Linked DNA regions of Drosophila melanogaster: region 2 is linked to region 1. A link is a contact called in public Hi-C data. All regions are on one chromosome and are shown on one strand. Each heading gives the region's core, a stretch centred on a gene start, on an enhancer-like site or on the middle of the called end of the contact. The rest is flanking DNA. Distances are from core to core; before and after follow the strand shown.

Region 1 (5,125 bases), core at 680-3,179:
CAAAGATCGGTACGGCAACCAACGACTTTCAAAATAACCCATAAGCAGAGAACATACGCCACATAATTGCTACTCTGGGATGCAGCAATTGTAGTTCGATTTGGAAATAATCATTGAACACAGTGGCGGTGGGGAAAAACTATAAAAACTATTATTCTGGTGCAAAAATACAGAAAAGTTAAAGTTCAGGGTAAATTTGCGTGGTTTATAAATAACATTCTGTGGTTTGTTTGGTTTCTATGGAATCCCTGATAGGAAATCGTTTGGGCGCTTTTCTTTGGGAGGCAATGGGAACCCCCTTTTCAGCGCCTCTGATAATTAAACAGCAGAAAACTAACGCACTGGGACCAAACCGGTTGGACCTATTCACCTCTATCACTCTCGCTTTTATTCGCCTGCATTAGTAGCTTTGCCTTTACACAGAGAGAAAAGCATTTGTTACTCTTATCATGAAATAAACCATTATCACTAAATATTGTTTAAGATTTGTATATTTTCTAGTTCTATTTTGGGCAAGTAATAATGAATAATCTGCGTTTACCAGTAATATTTCTATTATGCTAAATGCTAAGACTCAGCGAAATAGCTAAGATATTTTGATATAAGTTTGAAAATGGAATTTCACGACGTGATGAAGTGTGATTCATTATTCATATTATATTAAAGAATTAAAATAAGAATTGAATTAAAATTTAATTTAGTTCCAAATATCAAGTGAAATTTAAACGATCTAGCAACGTAAACTTTTTTCTTTCTGTTTATTTGCATGGACAAATGGCATTAACCGTTGCTTCATCTCATCAGCTGATCTCCGCCAAGAGAGCCCCATCCTCTGCTCCTGCACACACACACACACTCACAATCGCACCAATTGCGAAATGTCAAATCGTGACCGACATGTATTGCAGCAACAAATGGGAGAGAAACGGCGAGAGTGCGTGTGTTTTTTTTCTATTGCAGGCCGGGGGAGCTATTATATCACATGTGTAAAGAAAAGAGAGTAGGAGAGAGTTTGTTGATCTGAATTCGAACATACATATATCACTCAACGCACGAACACAGATAGAGGGTTAATTGTGCTTGTAACGGTATAATTGACTGATAAGCGATTGGCACTGATAATCACAATCGGTATGCAATCGCTGATTATCGATAAGGACTCCTAAGCTTTGTTTTTAGTTTCGTTTATACTATTTCACGCATTTCGCGTTCTTTTTGTTGTTGTTGTACTTACTGCAATTGGCGGGCAATTGGCTCGAGTTGTAACAATCTACAATGTATGTATGTATGTATGCTGTAACACCGGTTTAAGTGACGAACTCAACGGAATGTCTAGCTAAAAACAGAGAGTCAACGAAAAATGCCAATAAGCCAACAGTCGTACATTTTAAACAATGCATGCAGCTGCCGTTGACACCCACCCAACCCCCTGCACCAGTCATTTAACAACAATCACAGTTTCTGATTTTATTTTGTGCTTCGTTGTTGCTTTTTGCGCTAAATCACACACGCACACACACTCACTGCAAACGCTGAGCTTTTGAAGCAAGCGAGATAGCAAGAGTGGACCGGCTGCAGCATCTTATGAAAAATAATAATTGCTTTAATCGTTTTTGCAAGTGTAAAACCCGATCTATTTCACAGTGTTGTTATCCAATCACACATGTGTGTGTGCGTCCAGCCCACACACCCACTATTTGTATTATCAATTGCACTTTATCAACGCAAGTTAAACCGAACTCTATGTTTATGTATTCAAATGTTAGGGGCTTACTTTACTTCCTGCGGCAAGGAAATAAATAATATTAAAACAAAATGCGCACGGTCCGCCCGCAGACAACTTGTTCGCACGATTGTTGATGAATTAATTGCAAGCATATGTTTTTTTATTTAACAGTGCGCTGCCTACGAAAAGGCACTAAATAATGCCAAAAAATAGTATTGTAAAAGACGAAGTAGATGGAGTGCAGCTTAAAAATGAGTAACTTATACAACTTATTGTCGCAACAAGTAGCTAATTTATGGAATTTTAGTTTAATTAGTTTTGGTTGAATTTAGTTTTATTTCGAATAAATAAAAACAGCTGTGTATCAGTGTGCACACACCACGATTTCTTCAGTTATCGATAAGAAACCAATCGGCCGGGGACCGTCGCCAACATTCTATGTGCGCATTAAATTAACTTGTTACCTTTAAAACCCTCGTTTCTTAACCAAAAAAAGGTAAAGTTAAGCAACAAATTACTGTAACAGTATATAAATTAACATTCAAATGCATTACAGGTTTTAGGAAACACCTAGCAGCAGCAGCAGAATCTAAAACCCCATTGGCAACCAAAACACGTGCCAAAACAAACGATTAAATTTTCCGTAAAAGTTGTAAATATAAAAAAAAGTCAGCAAGATGGGAATGGTATCGAAACGCAAGAAGATGCACTATGGCGATACCCATCTGCAGAGGAGATGGCGTGTGCGGAATCGACGTCGTGATCTCGACCAGATCGACGACGATCTGCAGACCCGGAGCGGTGAACTGATCAATCAGAATGTGGATCTCGACAAGCCGGGATTCGCGCAGTTCTACTGCGTGCACTGTGCCAAGTACTTCATCGATGACACCGCCATGCAGGCACATTTCCGCACCAAGGTGCACAAGAGGCGTCTCAAGGCCCTAGAGATCGAGCCGTACAGCATCGAGGAGGCGGAACGCGCCGCGGGACGTGGCAGCTTCGTGAAGCCCAAGAAGCGGGCGATGGAAACGCAGCCATCGAAGGAGGACGTGGTCGCTGGCAAGAGGATCCGAGTGGAAGTGGTGCCCGAGGATACAGATGCCACCGATTCGCCATCGACGTCCAAAACGAAGCGCAAGAAAGTCGAGAAAATGGAGACATAGGCGAGGAGGATGAACCAATCTATTGATCTAGCTTAGTTTTTAAGGCCCTCGGGGACAGGACTTTCTTCACCCCCCTCCCACAGAACTCTGTTTACCTCCAATTGCTTTCTTTAAATACATTTTTTTTCCAACATATATAAATCGATTCAAAATTAATTTTCATTTAATGCGCGCAAGGGTGGCGAAAGATCAACAAGCTTCTAAACAACAAGCAGTTCAACGCTTCCAAGCGGCAAAGCTTTATTTACCGTTCTTTTGATTTCTCTCCTGCAGCTCAAAAGTTCAAGTTCTCTCCGCAAGCGGTCACTTTCTTCGTCCGTGAGCAGCGGTAAACACAAAATGCGATGGCTGACGCGCTTTAAAATTAAAATTAAATAAATATCAGCGTCGTTTGCTGTCGAAAAGTGCTACAAAGTGTAATTAACCAGTGAGCGCAGGTCGACGCAATGCGTTTGATACGGTATTTCTAGTTTAAACGGGTGAAATTGGTAAATTTCTGCAATTTCCTCATTCTCCTTTGGGCTCATTCTCCGTTGGCGCGTGTGTGGGTGTGTTGGTGCGTGTTCAACTGGCATTCTCATGTGCACTTAAGAGTATGCTACGTTTTAGAGCGGTGATCTTGTGCATTTTGCCATCGCGAGTGTTTTGTTGTGAAATGGCTCATCAAAATGTGAGAGTATTTGTGTTTTTTTTTATATTTTTTTTTAGGTGATTTGTGCTCAATAAATGTGAAATTAAATAATGTACAACTTTAATTGCATGGATTTATTTTGAAAAGGGTGAGTCATTTAAATTTACACTTTAATTTTATGAGTCCTATATTTGCAACTGAAATATAATGAATAATTTAACGTACGGTAACAACAATATGCGTACTAAAATCCCCAAGCATTTGTTTGTTTAAGCAAATAAAGAATAATTTGCACAAATTTCCATTTTTGGAGCAAAGAAAATCAAGGCCTTCATTCAATCTTCACGGTATAAATATATGTATTTGTCGCTCTTATATCCTCGTTCACATGGTTTTCAGATATACAATAATTATACCTAAGTAGGTTAGCTACAAGACTATTCGAACTATACATGATGGGGATAGTGCAAAATTCTTTGCCACTGGGCGATGAGGGCCATGCACTTGGGTCGCCTTCGTGTTCCTTAATATACAACATTTTGTAGCCTTTCGGCCACAATATTTCATAATCAATCTCTCCTCGTTTGCTTTTTTGGTATTCCTTGCCCATTTTGTTCATGATTGAAACATTTCTTTAAATATACATTTGTATGTTTGTTTGTGAGTGTTGTGTGTGTTTGTTGCGTGGTTTCATTTGGTTTTATCTGCCTGCGGCTTGAGGTAAGTAAATGTGGCCTAGTGGGGCATTGGACGAGTTTCTTCTGGCTCTGGGTGCAATAATGAGATATGCTCTTGAGGTGGGTCTATATATATGTACAATCATGATCAGCGAACTGGGTATAGTATATGTATGTATGTACAAGTGGTGTATGTATGTTTGCATGGTGGGGACTAGTTTCACAGCTTGTTAATGGCCGCTTGCTGCAGATCAAGGGCAACCTGCTGCTTGACCTGCTCCTGTGAGGCGGCCACCGTTCTGTGACTTTGATATCTTTGTCGACGCATCTTGCGCGGCGTTCCATTGGCCAACTGATCCTGCTCCGTCTGCTCGGCCTCCTCGGCGGCCGTAAAGAATGGATGCTTTAGTGCCTCTTCGGCGGTAATTCGTTTATGGGGATTAATCTCGAGCAGGCGATCCAGTAGGTCATAGGCGCTGGGTGGAAAACATTCGTATGCGTCCAGTGGCTCTGTCAAGTAATCGCTATCCTCGCATAGGCAGTTGAAGAAGTATTGATCACAATTCCGGCACACTTCGCAGCTTCCGTCCACAGATTCGTAGCTCTTGAGGAGCTTGGCATCACTAAAAACGGAACGATAGCGAAAGCGCAGGCACAACTTTCGCAGATTCAGTGGCCTGGACCTCTGGCTCAGGGTGATCATACGGTCGAGAGCCAAGGCCGTCTTCCGTATCGCCTGATCTCCAAATATTGTTACAATCTCGGCCAGCGCGATAAAATCGTTGGGCGCTTTGAAAAACGGATACACCGTTGACATGATCGAAAGGAATATCACACCCGCCGCCCAAACGTCCACGGCAGTGGTCTGATCTGGGTACTTGAGCAGAACCTCGGGCGGCCGATAGCCAGGTGTTCCTGCCCTGGA
Region 2 (5,125 bases), core at 1,901-4,400, 33 kb before region 1:
AGTCCCATGCACCATGCCCTCTACTCGGGCAATCGGGGCCTCTTAGAGTACAACAACTATACCAGTTCGGCGGCCGCGGCGGCAGCCGTTGCCTCATCCGTAGCCACCTCCGTATCTGTGTCCGGTTCGGGTTCGGGATCAGGATCCGCGGGAACCGCAGCCAGTGCCTCAGCAAGTGCAGCGAACAGCGGTGGCAGTGCGTCTGGAACGGCGGTGCTGAGCCTCGAGAACAATTTCGCACAGCAGGGTAATCCCCACCAGCAGCAGCAGCAGCAGCAACAGCAGGGCAATCCCCACCAGGAGGTACTCCAGCAGCAGCAGCAGCAGCACCCCCTGCATCATCATTTGTCCGCTGGCGTTGTGGTCGAGGCCAGTCAACTTGGTGGCGTTCCGGGTCTTGCCAATCTTGGCGTGCCACATCTCAGCGCCCAGCAGTCAGTGACGCAGCAGGGCCAATCCTCGAGAGCGCAAAAGGCCGCCCGCCGGAGAAGCAACGAATCGATTGAGGCCAGGGAAAGGCGGCTGGAGAGAAACGCCGCCCGGATGCGGGACAAACGGGCCAAGGAATCGGAGGCCGAGTACCGCGTGCGTTTGGCCAAGAATGCGGAGGCGAATCGAGTGCGACGCCAGAACGAAACGGAAGTACAAAGAACCCTAAGACTGATGAAGAATGCAGCGCGGCAGCGACTGCGCCGCGCCTCGGAAACCGTCGAGGAGCGTAAGAAGCGGCTGGCCAAGGCCGCCGAACGGATGCGAATCGCCCGGGCCAGTGCGCCCAAGGTCATCAAGCCGCCGCTGGCCGACAGGCTAAAGGGTTACTAATGGAGGATCGTATAATCGGTTAGCCTGGATTCAGGCAAATACGCCCATTTGGAGCTGGCTCTCCGGCAGAGCAGCTTGGCCGAGCAGCCCTAAAAGCTGGCCAGGATCGGCAGAGGAACACAGACACATCTACAAATTATATATATATATAAACATATATATATATTGTATACAGCCTATAAGAAAAAAGTTTGAGATAAGGAAACCAGTCCGAAACCAGAAGGATTCTTGAGGACTTGCAAATGAATGGGCAGCAGGCACTCTAGGATTAAAGCCAGGCAATTTTTTTTTTTAAGTTAAAAATTAACAAGATGAAGTAACGTAATGTAATCATAAAGTAAAGTATTTTTATAATGCATGCATTATATTCGTACGATATGTATACACACACGACACAAAAACCAATCACACACACACAGACACACACACACCCCCAACCCCCACACACACATGCACTAGCATAGTCATTGCCACACATATAGAGCCCCCAAAAAAGGGCAGTAATATCCCCCACTCCCCCAGGAAAAAGGAAGCTTACAGCGCCAGGGTGCCTCACTGTAAATAAAAAAAAAAAAAAAACGGAGGGAAAATCGCCAACGACTGGAGGTACACCTCCCAAGCTTAACAAAAAGAAACCCGAAAAACTAAATATTAAAATAATTACTGAGCATCGCGGATGGACGAGGCAACAAGTGCCTTTCGAGGAAATCCTCGGGCGAAACTTGCTATAACATTCAAAAATCGTATTTTTCCACAACAACTGAGGCACCCTAGTGACGAACAACCCCCATATGTGTGTGTAAGTTGGTAAAGGCATGTAACCCAAAACGGACAGCGCCACTCACATAAGGATAATATACACACACTCGGCAGCTCCCACATAAATATATGTATATATACAAATTTATATATATATATATATATATATACATATATAGTTGGAGCATACACACATGATCCGTAGCCAGGCACATAACGCAATATTTGTTAAAGCACGCAATCCTTCCTCCCTTCCCCAGCCAACATCCAACCGCCCACTTTTCCTAGACCTTATCCTTATCCATATCCTCAGCCTCTTCCCACGCCCATGTCCTTCCGCGCGGGCCCACATGATATATACATGATATATATTTATATATACATATATATACATATGTATATATATATATTATGCTAATTATTATTAATAAAGTGTAACCATTAAGTTCTAGTCGAAATTTCAAATTGTTTTTCTCCTGTCTAAATACGTTTATCAATTGTTTTTTGCCTTAAGACATAAGATTGAGATACATTTTTGTGTATTGTAATATTCGTGTACACTAACAATGACAACACACAACAAGAAAAATCAACAAACAAAACACAACACCAAGAAAGTGAAAACAGAAACAGAAAAATATAAGCGAAAAAAAACGAGAATAACAAAATGAATATACTTGAATAAAGTTGCATTCACAATTTTTAAATGCTGCGTTCTGAGCTTTGGTGGGAATTTAATAGGGAATAGTGATAATCTAAAAAAAAGTAAAAGCGTTATCAACCGGAAATGATCAGGAATGGTTGATAATAACACTACAATTTTGAAAATTTCCTTCAAATCTGACAGAATGTCCTCGATGAACCTGAAGGGTGGGTCCCATTCTCAGGATCGCCATCCGTATGCTTGTTGTACATTTAAGTATCACAGCAATTAAACAAATTAAAAACTCCCATCTAAAATACATTTAAATATAAAATATAAATAATTTACAAACTCCATTCAGCACATGCTACTGAACTAATCCTATTATATATACGATTATCTACGATTATCAACGAAATGCTCTTATTGGAAATAATATAGTTTCTAATTTTATATAAATAGTTTAATTCACTTTTATAAATCGCATTTATTCATTTCAAAAAGATTTGAAAGCTTTGGAATGTTAATGCCCTGTTAACATAACATAACATAGTTGATTGTTATGTAAAGTAAGCTTTAAAACAGTGTGGCCAAGAGGCGAAAATTTGTTACAATTGAAATAGAATTATCCATGTCTTGACGTTACGCTTGATTTTTAAAAAATCGATTTCAAACATCAAGCTATCGACAAGCTGATCTAACTATAACATTAAGTATGGAAAAATAGTACATATATTCTGTAATATGGTACTGCAAAACTGCAGCCAAATAATAATATAAATATTATCTGCCTGCAAGACTAATTTCCAAATTGTAAAATAAACCCGGGCGATATTTCAAGCGGAACATCGGTTAATCAGTTGCATTTTCCAATGAATCGACAGCCTGCTCAACTATCGATGTATCGATACTTTTTACCATCCCTACTGTGAACAGAACGATTGTTGAAATGAAAACAACTGAAATAAGATGAATTAAATTAAATTAAAGATACAGTACCACGGATTGCGAACAAGTACGCATACTTCAAGTTAATGACATTACGGTGCGATCGGAAGTGGCAGATATACGCTGGTCCCAGCTATGTGGAAAATTCCCGGTAGTTAAGTTAACGCTGCGCCGCCACAGAACATCCTTTTAACCCACCAAGAGAAAAGGCGCCTGGATGCACCGCAGCACGGCGAATAAATGGAATTACAAATCAAAGGGTTAAGGTTTGTGCAAAAAGCAAAATAAGGAGCGGAAAAAAACTCGCACACACGTACGTTGCGTATTGCTTCGTTGCGCGTGTGTGTGTGTGTGTTTAGCAGTGCGTGCTTGTGTGTGCGGACGGCGGCTGCATGGGTGTGTGTGTATAATCATGTGAAAAATCGATTGGCAGCGCAGAAGCAGCGCGGCGGCGGCGCCAATTGTCACTGACTCGCAAGAAGAAGCACGCTTTTATGAAAACGCACGAAAAATTGTAATGGCCAAATACGAACGGTAATAAAGTGCATAATGCTAAAAATGGAGAAGAAGAATACCGCTCATAGCCAAAAAGGGAACGAAAGAAATGCCCGAGGACCACAATAACAATAGCGGAGTGATCGCCGCAAAAATAGAGTGCGAGAGAGAAACGGCGCCAGCACACACATATTCTTTATATAACTACTAGTAAGCAAAAAGCGAAACAAAACAAACACAAAGAGGAAACGCCAAGGAGCAGCGGACGAAAAAAAGAGCGGGAGACGGCCCAGAGCGTGCGAAAGAGAGGGGGCGAGCAAGAGCGCGGCCCCTAGATGTTATCGAAACAATCGGAAGGACTGCGCTCATCCTTTCGATAACCAAATACCCATCGTCTATATACACATATATAGATATATATCTATAAATATATATATAAATATATATATATACATAACAAACAGTACACTTTTGGAGCCCCGATAGACGACAATTTCGATTGTTGTTGCCCCGGCTTTTGACCAAGAATGGAACCAGATCCCAATGGGATAAAAATAGAGCCCTCACTTGATCAGCAGCAGTACGCCACCCATGTGCTGGCCATCAATGGCTCCAATGCCCGCCTGCTCATCGAGCATCCCTCAGCTTTGTTGGTACCACTCTCCTCGCATCACCAGCTGCAATTGCAACAGCAGCAACAACAGCAGCAGCACGTACAGCAGCAACATCAACAACAGCAGCAGCAGCATCAGCAACAACAGCAACAGTTCCAGCAGCAACATCTTCACCAGCAGCAACAGGATCAACTGCAGTTCCAGCAACAGCATCTCCAGCTTTATGCACCACTGAAGCAACAGCAATTGCAGCAGCAGCAATCGCAGCAGCCACCCACTCCATTGGGACCCACCAGCAGTGCCAGTTCCGCATCCATAACAGGTGCCTCCACCACTGGCCACCAGCAGAGGTGGAACGAGAGCCCCGAGGCACGCCAGCGCCGTCTGGCCAGAAATGCTGAAAGGATGCGGGAACGCCGGCAGCGCGAGAGCGAGGAGGAGTATCGCAAGCGACTACTCCGGAATGCAGAAGCCAATCGCCAGAGACGCCAGAATGAATCCGACATAGAGCGGGCCATGCGGCTAGTGAGGAATGCGGCCAGGCAACGGCTACGCCGGGCCATGGAGTCGCCGGACCAGAGGGCCAAACGGCTGGCCAAATTGGCCGAAAGGATGCGCATGTATCGCGCCAGCGAGACGAACGATCAGCGAAAGCTCCGGCTGGCAGAAATGGCGGCAAGGGCGCGCCAAAGGATCGCCAATGAGTCACCGGAGGAGCGGAAGGAAAGACTGAGAAAGCTGAACGATTATGCCAAAAAGGTCAGAGAAAAGAAGAAGGTACTGAAGCATGTTGTGGTGCACGGTGGTTCGTCGTCGGTGGTCGTCTCAACGCCGACATCCTCCT

The links. A called contact is a pair of places that touch in the nucleus more often than the background predicts.
Region 2: a Hi-C map of the Kc167 cell line shows a contact between it and region 1, with 3 times the contacts expected there. The contact joins the promoter of CG14442 here to the promoter of Ctr1A in region 1. A contact is called at or near these places in 5 of 107 Hi-C or Micro-C datasets (the Kc167 cell line, the OSC cell line and the S2 cell line).

The regions. Positions count from the first base shown.
Region 1 is chrX:6,658,451-6,663,575 of dm6, reverse strand. It overlaps Ctr1A (Copper transporter 1A), which reads right to left and starts at 1,929. Exons shown (of 5, transcript NM_132108.3): 1 at 1,775-1,929. It overlaps CG3224, which reads left to right and starts at 2,114. Exons shown (of 2, transcript NM_132107.4): 1 at 2,114-2,222; 2 at 2,283-3,024. The coding sequence starts at 2,404. The coding sequence ends at 2,892. It overlaps Cdc7 (Cdc7 kinase), which reads right to left. Exons shown (of 4, transcript NM_167080.2): 4 at 3,867-5,125. The coding sequence ends at 4,421.
Region 2 is chrX:6,693,026-6,698,150 of dm6, reverse strand. CG14442 reads left to right here and starts at 3,150. Exons shown (of 2, transcript NM_132114.2): 1 at 3,150-5,125. The coding sequence starts at 4,195. It overlaps CG14440, which reads left to right. Exons shown (of 1, transcript NM_132115.3): 1 at 1-2,285. The coding sequence ends at 822.